Regions from separate parts of the Rattus norvegicus genome. Here region 1 is linked to region 2. Evidence: chromatin contacts called from public Hi-C data. All regions are on one chromosome and are shown on one strand. The core of a region is the stretch at or near the end of the contact, and the rest is flanking DNA. Distances in the headings are between cores, read along the strand shown.

The links. Hi-C and Micro-C count contacts between places; a contact is called where the count stands out from the background.
Region 1: a contact with region 2 is called in a Hi-C map of the A7r5 cell line, with 4 times the contacts expected there. The contact joins the enhancer-like site here to the promoter of Ube2e2 in region 2. A contact is called at or near these places in 3 of 12 Hi-C or Micro-C datasets (the A7r5 cell line, frontal cortex and hepatocytes).

Annotation. Positions count from the first base shown.
Region 1 is chr15:9,721,700-9,728,402 of GRCr8, reverse strand. LOC120096911 (a long non-coding RNA gene) reads right to left here and starts at 5,344. Exons shown (of 2, transcript XR_005493832.2): 1 at 2,216-5,344. Within about 2 kb of position 1,607, at least 14 of the 93 cell types and tissues checked have an H3K27ac peak or open chromatin away from gene starts, as enhancers often do. A contact at or near this core is called in the A7r5 cell line, where this site is marked.
Region 2 is chr15:9,405,874-9,413,111 of GRCr8, reverse strand. Ube2e2 (ubiquitin-conjugating enzyme E2E 2) reads right to left here and starts at 1,492. Exons shown (of 6, transcript NM_001399661.1): 1 at 1,383-1,492. It overlaps LOC120096910 (a long non-coding RNA gene), which reads left to right and starts at 2,100. Exons shown (of 4, transcript XR_010058091.1): 1 at 2,100-3,863; 2 at 5,896-6,055; 3 at 7,206-7,238.

The DNA.
Region 1 (6,703 bases), core at 358-2,857, 320 kb before region 2:
CCTAGCCCTGCCTGGTGGATTCCTGTCTTCAATAGAACAAGGCAGGACTTCCAGAAGGTGGCAGACGGATGACAGATGATCAGTATTACCACATCCTTGATAGATATTGCACTAGCTGGCCAGAGGGAAAAAAGCAGGCCCCAGAGAGGATGCCTGCAGGAAATCAGGGGCAAAGTGGATCAAGGGTATTGATCCAGGAAGGCATAGAAAGTGAGGGTGAGGTCTCCTCCCCTCCCCTGCCCCACCTCCAGAACATCAGAAGAGCAGTGTGTGTGTGTGTGTGTGTGTGTGTGTGTGTGTTGCTTGTGTGCATGTATGTGTATGTGCTGCTTGTGTGCATGTATGTGTGTGTGTGTGTGTGTGTGTGTGTGTGTGCAATTACAAGATAGTGATATAATTTCTTAGCGCTGCCAGCTAAAGAATTTGAGATAAGAGGAATCAAAGACTTGGGGGTATTGTTTGAAGCCTGGCCTGCCGGACACTACTAAGTTCCAGTGAAGTTTTGGTGTGAGCAACTGGCCCCAGACTTCTCTAACAGAAGCTCCTCAGGCCTAGGAAGAGACTCCAGCTTCCTCAGTCTTTTAATTCAACTGAGACTTCTCCATAAAATATGCAAAGCGCCTTGGAAGGAAAAAAAAAAGGCAAGCCAGATCTGAACAGTAATTGTTGTTGCTAATTCTGTCTCAGGCATCCTGTGTGAAGAACATGAACAACTGGGAGTGTTGTTTCTCCAAGGCCTAGAACTACAACCAAGACCCCCCTCCCCCGCCCCCCAGCAAGAGTAACAGAGGCTCTCTTGTTCGAAGTTCGAATTACAGCAAGTTTCCTTTGCACTGAAGGAGAGACTTAGCTGCCGTGTGTATCTGAGTGTTAGACATTGAGCACACACATATACTTAAAGCTATTTCCAATGTCTTCTGGAAATAGAAACAACTATAAAAAAAAAAAAAAACCAGCTTAAGATCACAAAAGCCCTTTAAAGGCTCTTTCTGGGATATTGGAAGCTTCCAGGGCTGCTGGGTATGGCTAATTATGTAACTTCTTCCACCATAAATCGCTACCAACAAAGTCAGCGGGTGAATCACACCCCTTGTATTGTAATGGCAGGATACACATGACTGTAAAGCCTTTCAACCCCTAAATTTCAAAGAGATGCTTGCGTAGGCCTTGCTTGCCTTTCTCACCTGCAGTTCATAGTGTGATGTCACGTGTTTGCATTGTACTTACAAAATGGAGAAGTCAGTCCTGGCTCCTGACCTCTGAGGAAGCTCACAGGGCTCTTCTAGTTTTTTTACAGAAGCCAAAGCTCTAGCTTAGCTTTAGAGTAGAGTCTTTGGATTTAAAAAAAAAAAAAGTTTATTTTTAGTTTATGTGTATGAGTGTTTTGCCTGGATGTGTGTTAAATGTACCATGTGCATGCAGTGCCCAAGGAGGCCAGAAAAGGGTGTGGGGTCACGTGGGACTGAAGGTGGTTGTGAGCGCCTGGTCTGGGTGTTGGGAAGCAAACTGGGATCCCGAGGAAGAGCAGCAAGTGTTCTTAGCAGCTGGACTTCTCTCCAGCCCCTGGGCGGTTGATTTGCAGTCATCGAAAACGAATCACTGTTTTCATAAAAATGTAGATGACTCATCAGACCGAGCTTGAAGCTGTCTCCAGCTTTCTTGTGGCCTTTCTTGTGCATCTGACTTCTGGGCCCAGAACCCAGGCACAAACTGGGTTCACACCCAGTTCTGGACATCTCTGAGTTAGCAGCCCCTGCACAGTCCACTTGGTGCTTCCTACCAGGTCTCCCTGTGAGCTCTGCTCACTCAGTCTTGCCTCAGGCCTTGCCACTCCAGATTAGTCTCTGCCAGTTGCCATTACGTGACACCAAGGGCCAGGGACTTTAACTTGAGAGCTTTATTCACCATCCTGGAGGCTGCCAGTCCAAGGCACCTCGATGGGCTAGTTTCCTCCAAGCTCACTGACCTTGCTTCCCAGATGGCTGCTCTCAGGCTGCCTAGTCCTGGGGCCATCTCTCTGTCCTCATCCCATTTTCTTATTAGGACCCCAGTCAGATTGGGCTAGGCCCCACCCCAACAACCTCGTTTTAACTTAATTACCTCTTTAAAGCCTCATCTCCGGGACACAGTTACAGCCTGTCGTTCTGCAGACTAGGATGTCAGTGTATAGGTTTTGAGGGAGACGTGGGTCAGCCTCCCCCATCAGCAAACTCACCTAGTCTCTCCCCAGTTCCTCTCAGGGGAGTACAGTCTTTCCTTTGGATTTTCGAGAGACGAATGCTTCCTGAAGTTTTTAGACTACATCACTCCCTTCTTGAACTTGGGCAAGTGAATCGGTCTCTTCAGAGATTACACCACACAGCTTCTGTCTCTGTTGGTTTTGGGCGTGAAGTTCCTACAGTCCCCAAGGCTCATGCGTTAAAGAAACAAGCCCCAGAGGGTGGCACTATTGAGCAGTGACTCAATCACAGGAGTCTCAACCGAGTACAGTGATCAATCCACTGAGGGATTCACAGACCAACTGGCTGTTAGGAAGCAGAGTCTAAATGGAGGAACTGAGTCCTTGAGGGTCTTCCTGGAAGCCCCTTCCTGTCTGCTTCCTAATTTTAATGAGGTGAGGCCAGATGAAGGCATTAGGTGGCCTGGAACTGGAGTTACAATGCATAGTTATGAGCTATCTTGATGTGGGTCCTGGGCAATGTAGTGCCCTCTCTTAGACACTGGGCCACCTCTCCAGACAAGAACCGGAGTTTACTTTTCTATCTAAAACTAGTTCCTGATACTGAACTCTAGGGGAAAAAAACAGTGAATATTTTCCTCACCTCGGTTTCCCCAGAGATTACATTTTAGCATTCTATAGTTTTCTAGAACGTTCCTGTAAACATCTGGCAGGTTGCTATAAGCATTATGAGACAGCTGCCCAGTCACCTATGGCTGAGACACGTAGGGACATGGAATGGACAAAATTATCAAAACCGTCTTCAGACTGTAGTCATATCTACATGCTACACACTTAGGTTATAGAAAAAAAAAACCTGGAAGTTCTGTGGACGGAAATTCGAAGTGCTCTGTTAGATTTATATCGATTTTTAGAAAAATTAATTCACAGCTTGGGAGACTCAGGCACAACCATGTCAGCAGAACAAGTATAGCACAGATCATTAAATACTGTGGTTTCATCAGCCTCAAAGAAGTACTTCCCAAACATTTTTAAAAACAAAACTGATATAGTAACCACTTTAAGGTAGAATTTTTTTTTTTTTAATTTTCAAACGTTTTCAAGTGTCTTTAAACTTCAAATTGCATTTGGATTGGAATTCACAATTTTTGCTGATGTGCTAGAATGTTCTAACTGATCTCTTTGTCTGAGACTCTGTGACTCAGGAAAGAAAGCATATTCTTCGGGGGACGTAAACCTGGGTGGACATGGCTGAGTAAGGAGTAAAGTGTGCTACCCTAAGCCATGGCTGCCTTGGAAAGACCGATTGAAAGACATCATCTGTTGTTTGGTTCTTATTTCTCATTTCATTCAGAACAATTGGAAAGCCGGAATAGCATGCCGTCCTGTCCTCTTGGGACCCATGTCCTCATTTGTCCAATGTCTTTCCTGCTGACTTCAACACTATATTACACCTTTGTATGAACGCAATGCCAGGCCAGATCGGTAGCAGGTAGAAGCGAGGGAGCGCATGGTGCCACTTTGAATTTTAAGAGGCAACCAGAATTTTTATTAAGAAACTGCTGGTTTTAGGTGACACCCACCAGTCATTACTTCTTCCTCTCTGCTCTTAATGACTGTCTTAGCTTTTGGTCTTCCCCAGCGGAGGGAGCCATCACTCATCAACCCAATTAACTCTCAAGATCAAAGTATGCAGGCAGAGCCAGGACTTCTGGGATGAGAAGGGAGCTTAGCAGGCTTTTCAGACACTCACAGCTAAGGAGGGGAAAATGGGAGGGGGCAGTAAAAAAAAAAAAAACCTAGAAAAATTTAAAAGGACCTACAGGAAACAGGAGCGGTCACTCAAGAAAGTCTATGAAATCTTAAAAGTGTGGGCTGTGAGCTATATCCTGCCTCATCTACTGCCTCTCTGGCTCTGTGTTATGAAGTGTTACCTTCCCTTGGCCCTCTTACCTCGCCAGCTCCCAGCCTGGTCCTGTCTTAGGAAGCTCTCTTCCAGCAATGCATCTTGGGGAGAAGGGCCCCTCTCTGCCCGCCCACCTCCCTCAGATGATACAGGTTGAGAATAGATGGGTCTCTATTGCTTCCACCCGCAGCAGCTCTCTCACTGAGAAGGCGAGTTCCCATGCTGAGGAGAACAAGTCGTTTTCACTCTAGCACACGCACTAGAAAAAGAACATTTGTCACTCCGGGGAAAGGAAGCCTTGACAAAATTATCCAGTTGGACAGAGAGCTCAACCATTTACTCTAGGGATTAACTTCATTGGAAACAGGGAGAAAAGTCATTTGAAAGCGTAGAGGGCCTGATGAGCAGCAAGGATGAGGCCCAGGGAAAGCTCTGAGAGGAGAAAAAGTGGCCAGGCAGCATAAAGTTTAGTAAAAAGAAGCAGTGGGGAGCCGACTAAGAAGAACTTTCTCGGAACGCAGTAGCGAGGGAAGGCCACAGGAATGCATGGTCAGGGTTGCACCCATGCGGGAGCTAAGGGTGTGGACAGACTCCAAAGCTTCTCAAACTTCAACAGGAAGAGAGAGATACTGGGCCTGGTTTGAGCATTTGAAACTCTAAACCCGACCCTCAGTGACACACTTCCTCCAAGCATCTAAATACATTGAAAGCCATTCCTATTCAAATCACCTGACATACAAACTATTGAAAAGAATGGACTAGAGGGCTGGAGCGATGGCTCAGTGGTGACTGACTGCTCTTCCAGAGGTCCTGAGTTCAAATCCCAGCAACCACATGGTGGCTCACAACCATCTGTAATCAGATGCCCTATTCTGGTGTGTCTGAAGACAGCTACAGTGTATAATAAATAAACAAGTAAATCTTTTTTTTTTTATAAAAAGAATGAAATAGAGAATTTGGACTCAGAAACACAGGCAGAGGGTCCAAAGAACAACTGAAAATGCTTTGATGCAAACAGAGGCACAGCTTATCAAAACTTACAAACACATTTAAAGTGGTGCTCAGGGGAATTTCATAGCCGAGATGCTGTACAATGATAATATAAAGGCTTTCAGATCGGCAGCCCGGACCTGCCGACAGACGGCAGAAGAAGGAAAGGAAAGGCCAGTCAACCGAGAGGGAAGAGGGAAGAGCAGCGGGGATTCCAGCTCTGTGCTTCCTCCTCAAAAGGCTCGCACAAGATCCAGCAAGTTACACGGAGAGATCACTCGGCAAGCCAGGACTGGCTATGGCAGAGGACCTGGGCTCCATTCCCCACGCATACACGGGAGCTCACAGCTGTCTGTAGCTCTAGTTCTTGAAGATCCAATACCACCACCTTCTGACCTCCCCAAGCGTGCATGTGGTACACATACGTGCAGGCAAACACACATACATTAAAAAAACAAAACCAAATAAATAAAATGTATTTTAAGCTAGCATAGAATGGGGAGAGACTCTAGAGTCCCTCTTCCCCCCTCGTCCCCCATCTGAGGAGATATTCTCATGTACAACTGCTGGGGAAGGAGGACTCTTTCTCTGGGAGTGTGGCCAGAGTAGGTTTCCCATTCCCCAGGGGATGACCCAGACTCATATACAAAAAGGCAGCAATAATTGGACTCAGTGATCTAAAACTTTAATTAATTAAGCCTTATAAAAGGGGGAGAGACATGAAAGGGAGATCCTAGAGGAATTGGAGAGGCTGAATGGTGGGTATGATCAAGATATGTATGCATATATAAATTTGACAAAGGATAAATAAAAATGTTTTAGGTTATAACTTTCTGTCATTAAAAGATTAACACTCTTTATGAACATAGGCATGGATTGCCAACAAAACACTAGCATCATAAGACAGCAGCATACTGAAGAAGAGGATGTAGCCAGTCAAGCCAGGCTCACATCAGAAATGCAAAGGGAGTTTATAGCCAGAAGTCAATGTCAACTGGGCGTGATGGTTCAGGCCTAGAATCCTTCCACTCAAAAGGCTGAGGCAGAAGGAACATTGCACATTTCAGGCCAGCCTGTGCCACATAGGAAGTTTTGTGCCAGCCTGGGCTATAGAGTATGACCTTAGGGAGGAGGAGAGAGAATATGGTATGCACTATTAATAGAACACAGCATGTGTAAACAAGAAGAATTATAAACCATTTCAGTTTTACTGACAACATGATATTGAATATAGAAGATTTTGAAGAATAAACATTAGAACGAAGTAATTAATTTATTGAGGTTATAGGGCATATAGTGGATAAACAGAAGCCAATTTCATTTCCTTGCACTGAAAATTCCTAACAACAGTTTCACTGACGATAGCATCAACAAGAATAAAAAGGCATACATTCAACAATTAGAAAAAGAACACAAGTCACACACACCCACCCACACACACACACGCACACACACCCACCCACACACACACACACACACACACACACACACGTGTTAAAAGATAGAGAAGCTGGCCTGCATTAATGTATCGTTGTCTGGAAGTTAAGTTCAGTGTCCTTAGTGTGATAAAATTCCTCAAATCAATTTGCAGATTAAATGCAAAAGTTTCAGCAGAACTTCATAGACTG
Region 2 (7,238 bases), core at 243-2,742:
CTGCAAATCCCAGCGAGGAAAGCAACAGTACTGCAGTCCACATTACTATCCAAATCACCAAATATCAAGATTTTCAAAAGCTCAGGAAAGCAAGAATTCATTTGTGCTGCTCCGACAGGAAAATGTGAACTTGTCGTTGACGTCCCGGTTTCTCTACTTGGGATTTCTGAACTTTTCCAAAACGTGAAATGTTGTATGTTATGTGCCGATCATGTAGCGCTACCCAGCTTTCCAAGTGACTGAAAAGATATTTATTCGAAAAATAAAAGTGGAGCACCTGACTGGGGGAAGTGCTGTGCCCTAGGGGAAAGAGCTCAAGGTACGGCATATGAAAACACTCCATCTTCATCGCACACAAACGAAACTGCAAAGCGCCCAGGAGCATCCTGACTGCCTGAGTAAAGACAAATATTTAGATTCCCAAGACTCGGACTTGGTTATCGCATCTCTAGAGCGTGTTTTTCAAAATGCAAGGATTTAAAACTAAGACGAGCTCTTAAAAATCTTTCTGAACAGTAAGGCAATCAGAGGCAAGTCCTAGCAAATTCTTTTGTACTTTAAAATGGAAATACTCGAGTAGACCCTCAAAATGACACAATGCAGGGTTGGACGATAAGAGTCTTGCAAACCAGCAAATGGGTCCAAGAGCTGCCACCAAGCCCAGGGTGATGATGTCTCTCTAATGCGGCCTTAATTTCCTTTAGGGAAGATGGATGGGGCATTTCTGGTTAGTCGTGGGAAAAGACGCAAGAAGCCAGGCTTTATGTTCATTAGAATTGGAAAAAGGCAAATGGATCAAAACATTAGGAGCAAAGAAGGGGGTGGGTGGGGGTGGGGGGACAGAGGGAATCCAGTTTCCAATCAGGCCAGTGGGGGCTGCAGAGAAGCCAGAGGAAAACCGGCTTCGGAGCCAAACTGTGCCAAGCACCAGGCATTACAAAAGACCAGTGTGACGCCCCCCACCCCGGGGCATCACGCACACACTCAGCCGGTATTCCCGGGCGGGCCCTCGCCCGCTTGGACACCTCGTGTAGCAATTATGCAATTAGGGAAGAGCTCGGGACAGCCGGGCACTTTGCACCGCGACATCCATCCTGGACTTTGCGGAGACTTAGTTCCTGGCTGCGGTGGGCGCGGGAGGGGAGAGGACAGGTCCTCGAAGGCGAAGGAGGGCCACACTCTGCGGGAGGGGGGAGGGGCGCGCGGGCCCCAGCGGGCACGCGCAGGGCCAGGGAGGCCTGCGGGGCCGCGGGCGCGCGCCCGAGCCGAGGCCGCGGCGGGGGCGGGGATCTCGCCGGTCTGCCCCTCGCCGCGTGGGGTCCCCGCGCGCCCTACGCCGGGGCTCCGGCCGCGGCCACGCCCGCCCGCCCGCGCCTACTCACCTCGCGGCGCCGCCCGCGCTCCAGCCGCGGCTCGGACGCCGAGTCCGGGAGTGAAGCCGCCGCCTCCGCGAGCCGCCGCTGCCGCCGCCGCCCGCCGTCCGCGCGCGCCCCCTCCCAAGCGCGCACTCGCCCTGCCTGCCCCGAGAGCCCGCGACAGCGCGAGCCCCACGTCGGCCTCGCGGTGCCGCGCCCGCGAGCCCGCGACGCGCTTTGGCCCCGCCCCCGCCGGCGCGTGCCCGCGCGCGGGGGGGACCAGTAAGGTGCGCGCGCAAAAGTAAAGTGACAGCTGAGTCCTGGGCCCGGTAAAGGCGGGTTAGGGCGAAGGGAAATGGAGGAGGGAAATCGAGGCTCGACGGCGGCGCGAAGGGAGGGACGCGAGGACCTTGACGAGCGCGCGCAGTAAAGGGACACGCATTAAAGGGACACGCGGGCTAAGGGGTGGGGGTGCGTTTCAGGAGGGTGCAGTGCGGCGGAGTTGGATGAAGGGTAGGGAGACCCCCTCCCCCCCGACCCACACACACCATGCACCCACCAGCTTGTGCTCGTGCAGGACCCACCTGCCCCGCGGTTGGGAAACTTCGCGTGGGCCCGGATGAAGCCTCGCTTTACCCCATAACTGCTGCAGGAAAGGTCCTGCTGAGCCTAGTTCTGTCCAGGAATGCTGGCTGCCACCCTGGGAGGCTGCGGAGGGCGGGGCGGGGCGGGGCGAAGGGTGCAGCACTATCAGAGTGAGTGGGAGGCTGCCACTGAAAGACCCGCGTGGGACAGTAGCTGTGCTGTGAGTGGCCTGAGGAATATCAGGTTTCCCAGTCATTGTAGCCCAAAATAGGCACTGAAGAAAAAATTGCACATTCTGGGTTAACTCAGCACCCATGAACTCACCTCATCACCACCACCACCACCACCACCACCCACACACACACACACACACACACACACACACACACACACACACACACACACGGCCCTCCAGCCTATCATAACAGCTAAGATCTAAGACTACTCTTAACTTCTGTGAGGATTCTTGGGAGCGGTTGAGCCCATGCAGTAGTTCTGCCCAACAGAAAGGGCTGGGACCTCCATTCTCACGGATGAGAGGGGAAGACCCATTACGCTCCAAGACACTTGAACAGTGATAGCCAATACATAGGAAACCATGGGGAACCCAGCCTAACAGCCTAACACCTAACAGGTGGCCATAGGCCACCATGAGAATGTGAAGCCCTGAGTCAATCAAGAACTAGTGAAAAAAGACGCCAGAGACTAGAGCAATACAAGACCCAGAACCGGCTTCTGGAACAGAAAATGCTTCCACGAGATGCATTCTTCAAGAGTTGGCTTTTAACTAATTAAGTCACTGAAAACTGCCCCAAGCAGCTAATGGTGTCTAGCCTGGAACTCACCACTGAGGAAAAATAACAGCACCTTTGTCCTTAGGAATGTCAGCTCAAGAATGTTTGGGAGGGAGGGTTGGAAATGGTGAAACCTGGTTTTCTGGTTTGTGTGGCCACGTACAGCTGTCTCATGGTGTATTAGGAGAATACTAATACATGTACTAGTACAGTGTGTTAGTAGAAATGCATCATGTTTAAATATTATCAAATACAGTATTTCACAGACAGTCTTAAGTGTCTATATAAATTATCTTCCCTCATGGAATCTTTGCACGTTCTCGGTTTGCAAATATCCTGATCGTTTCAAGAGTACAGACATAGGGAAGACTTGGTTGTGTTTTGAAACTCTTTAAAAATTGTTTTGTTTTGATGCTGGGATTGGACCCAGGGCTTCAACAGGCTAAGCAGGCACAGGAGTTCTGCCACTGAACTCTACCCTGTGCCCCTGGTAGCCTACGCTTCTGTGTGTGCTGTTGGCTTACAGTGAATGTTTCATGAGGAAGCGTGCTTCTGCCCCAGCCGCTGTCAAGTCGTTTTGTAGTTCCGTCACTGGCAGTGGGGCCTGGGGATGCAGTGATGTCAGTTTCCACTCAGGGGATAGGATTGAAGAACTTCGCTGCATTTGTTGATCTGCAGATGTTTTAGCTGATATTTTACAAAATTCAAAACGGGACTATAAGTCCTATTCACCCTTATCATTCATCCTAGGAATACCTAACTATCATGGGCCAGGCGCTTGTTTACTGAGTATAGGTAGGAATATGACTGTGAAAGAAAACGAATGCTGGTCCTCACAGGACTTCCTGCTCCTTACCCTTGTCAGTTTCACCCTCTACATTCAACCATTAGTGAATTCCGCTGATCTTGTTGTCTAAAATGTCTGCTGATCATTACTCCAGAAAGCCACGACCCCAGGCTTATGACAGTGAGTATCTATCACAAAATGTGACATTTCTAACACAACAGCTATGCCCCAAGACCTCAGTGTGGAAGTCTAAGGAAGCCTAAGGAAGGTGAGGAGGCCGAAGAAAGCATTTAGGAGCCAGAAGACGTGGAGGACTGCAGCAAAACAATGTCTCGGGGCATGGTAGGGATGATTTACCTATAGACTCAAAAGTGTGGCTGCCTGCATAGAACCGAATGGATCAAAATGCCGATATAGATGTGGGGGGATGGGGGAGGACTCAGAAGCTCCACCTCCAGGTGCAGAGCTACAGGAATTGAAGGCCTTCTAAGGTTGCCCAAACCCAAGTGGTCAGTTCTACATGTGTATACATACATGACCGACTCTACCTGCAGTCAATAGTGTACCTTTGTGCCTCTGAGTTACAGAAGGGGAGGGCATAAACTTGGGATTTGAGACAAGGATCTGGGTGGAGATGGGAGGATTTAGAGAAGGGCAGGAAGTAGGATGTGATGAAAATGCATTGACCTCATACAGGAAGTTCTCAAAGCAAAGCCCCCAAGAAATGTCTGCTGTCATATCTGTCTTCTCATCCCCGCTTACTGCTAATTCCCTCGTCGGGGTGACAGTGGAGTCAGTGGAAGGTCCTGACTGTTCTTCACACACACACACACACACACACACACACACACACACACACACACACACAGACAGAGAGACAGAGACAGACAGAGACAGAGAGACAGAGACAGAGAGACAGAGAGACAGAGACAGAGAGACAGAAACAGAAAGATGGAGAGATGTGAGTTTCTAAAACAGAGTGGCAGGACAGGCTTGTTGTCTCAATACTCAGAAAACAAGGGCAGGAAGATTCCAAACTGAAGGCTTCTCTGGGGAAAAAAACAAAACACTAAAACACAGGTTACGTTTTGTCTCTCCTCCTCTCAAAAAATGTCAGTGGTTTTGCATCCTGCAGCAAGAGTAGTGTTCTCCTAATAGCTACACTCCCTCCTCCTCCTCCTCCCCTTCCTCCTCCTCCCCCTTCCCTTCCTCCTCCTCCCCTTCCTCCTCCTCCTTCCCTTCCTCCTCCTCCCCTTCCTCCTCCTCTTCCCCTTTCTCCTCTTCTTCTACCTCTTCCTCTTCCTCTTCCCCCTCCTCTTTATCCTCCTTCTCCTCCTACTCCTTCTACTTCTGCTCTTGCTCTTCCTCCTCCTCCGCTGTCTTTTGCCCCTAACAGGACTTCCAGACTTTTATACTCATTCTTGCTTATTCCTAGAACATTCTCCCTCCGGCAGAACTTTCTTTTCTTCTCTGCTTTATTTTGCTTATCGTGATCACATGGCATAATTTTACTTGTTTTGGTCTCCTGATCTTTCCCACCCTGCTCTCACCTGTTAGTAAGCACCTTTCGAGAAAGATTTTGTTGACTGGGCTCACTGCTGTGTACATTCAGTAAGCACTGCTTAAGTGAGGGAAATTCAAAGCTTTCTGTTGTGATACCTTCTGTAATAATAAACAGTGCTCACAGTGTTTTTAATTTGTGCAAGACAAAGCTCTAAGCGCTTTGCCTGTACCAGGTCACAACCCTGCGTGGCTTGGTTTCATTTGACCAGCCCTGCCGTCCAGAAGAAAAATAGAGATGCCGAGATGCCAGTTATGTAGCGACTTGCCCACAGTCAGCATCGGATTTGAAAACAGCAGTTTGGTTTGGTTCTGTGTGTGAACTTTAGAGATACCGTACCATGAACCCCTGTTATATATTCATGCCTCTTCCCATGTTTTCAGTTCCATTATCTCCTTCAGTGGTTGTTGAGGCTTGGCTTATTGCTATGTATTTTAACGCTAATTGCAGGCTCCTAAGGCCTGGTTGCCCCTAAGACAAGAGAGTCCACACATAGACCCAAGTGATGCTGTGTTACCTTGCCCTCAAGTTACTTCTGACTGCAAACTGTAGCTGGGCAGAATTAAGATAGGCAGAGCTTGGTGTTCTTTCTCAGGCTTGGGGATAAGAGGAGACTATGAGAGGAGAGAGAAGAAGGTGGAAAGAGGAAAAAGAAGGTGTGTGTGTGTGTGTGTGTTATCCAAGAACTGAAGATCAAAGGCAGGGTAGGATCTCCGGATTGGAATTAAAAATATTTAACAAGTAGTCATGAACTTACCCTTCCCTCCTACATTCCTTCTCTCTGAGCTTTAATATGTATTCATTTCCCAGCAGAATTGGCAACTAGTATTGTTTTGAAGGGCCCCTCTAACTTTGACACAGAAAAGCTCAGGAGAAGGTAGACTCACTATTTTGGATGAGTGATAGGAACATTTCTCTGGGAGTACCAAGACTAGATTTCAGCAGAAGGCGTCACAGTGTGGATCCCTGACTGGTGAGTCTCCTTTCTTATTAGACACCTAATGAGAAGGGGTTATAAAATGTTAGATTCCACTGGGGGTGGGGGGGCGGGGTGATTTAGTGTAAGCTTGAGTTTACTAGTGATTAGAATGCTAATTGTAGATCTAATGCTAATGCTAATGCTAATTAGAGTGGGACTAGGTGTGGTGGCACATACCTGTTATCCTAGCACTTGGGAGGTTGAGGCACAAGGATCATGAATTTGTCTAGCCTGGCAAAACTCTGTCTCAGAGGACCACAGACTGGGGACTGTAACTCAATGGTACAGCACTTGCCCAACCTGGCCAAGGCTGAGGGTTCAATCCCTAACTTGGAGAGCAAATTAAGAAACCCGAAAGACAGAAAGACAACAGAGAGGGGTTTTTAGATTAAAGTCTGTAGGCACATGTGACCACCAAGAATATTTTAGGTATTAAAGAAGGGATAACACGAACGTTTTAAAATGATGGCTGATGCCTGTAATGCAATATATGGGGGTCGGAGGGGAGGGGGTGAGGCAGGAGGATTCCCATGAATTAGAAGTCAGCATGACTACATAGTGAGTTCTAACACCAGCCCTCATGAGATAGCTCAACAGATAATGACACTTGCAAGCAATAGTCTGGTGACACGAGTTCTGTCCCCCACACATACATAAAGAAGGAAGGAGAGGGCTACGTCTCATTGTCATCTGACCTCCACATGCTCGCAGTGACATGCATGCCTTCCCATCATCGTGCACACACGCAGTAGTAAACAAACAAATTTGTAAAGGTTTCAAAAGACATGAATGTCCAAGAGTGACTTCTCCAGCCCCTAGAGCCTGCATGCATGTATCATCCAATGTCTATGACCGCTCCTAACCAATCCCTGTCTCTGGCATCCACACTCCTATGTCTTTCCCTCCATATCCTAGGGTTCAGACAACACTGAGAAGTACACTGGTCATGCCTGGGCTTAGTTTATAAGAGATGTTAGATTTGCATCTCAGTGTATATAGCACCCCTACCCTCCCTCTGTCGTCCCTTTCCCCCTCCCTCTGTCCCTCCCCTCTTCCTCCCTCTCTCCCTCCCTCCCCCTCCCTCTTCCCTTCCTCCCTCCTTCTCATCTTCGCTCAGATTCTCTCTCATCTCTCACTTTGTCAGAAGCCGCCCGCCTTCTTGTAAGCAGCCTCACTG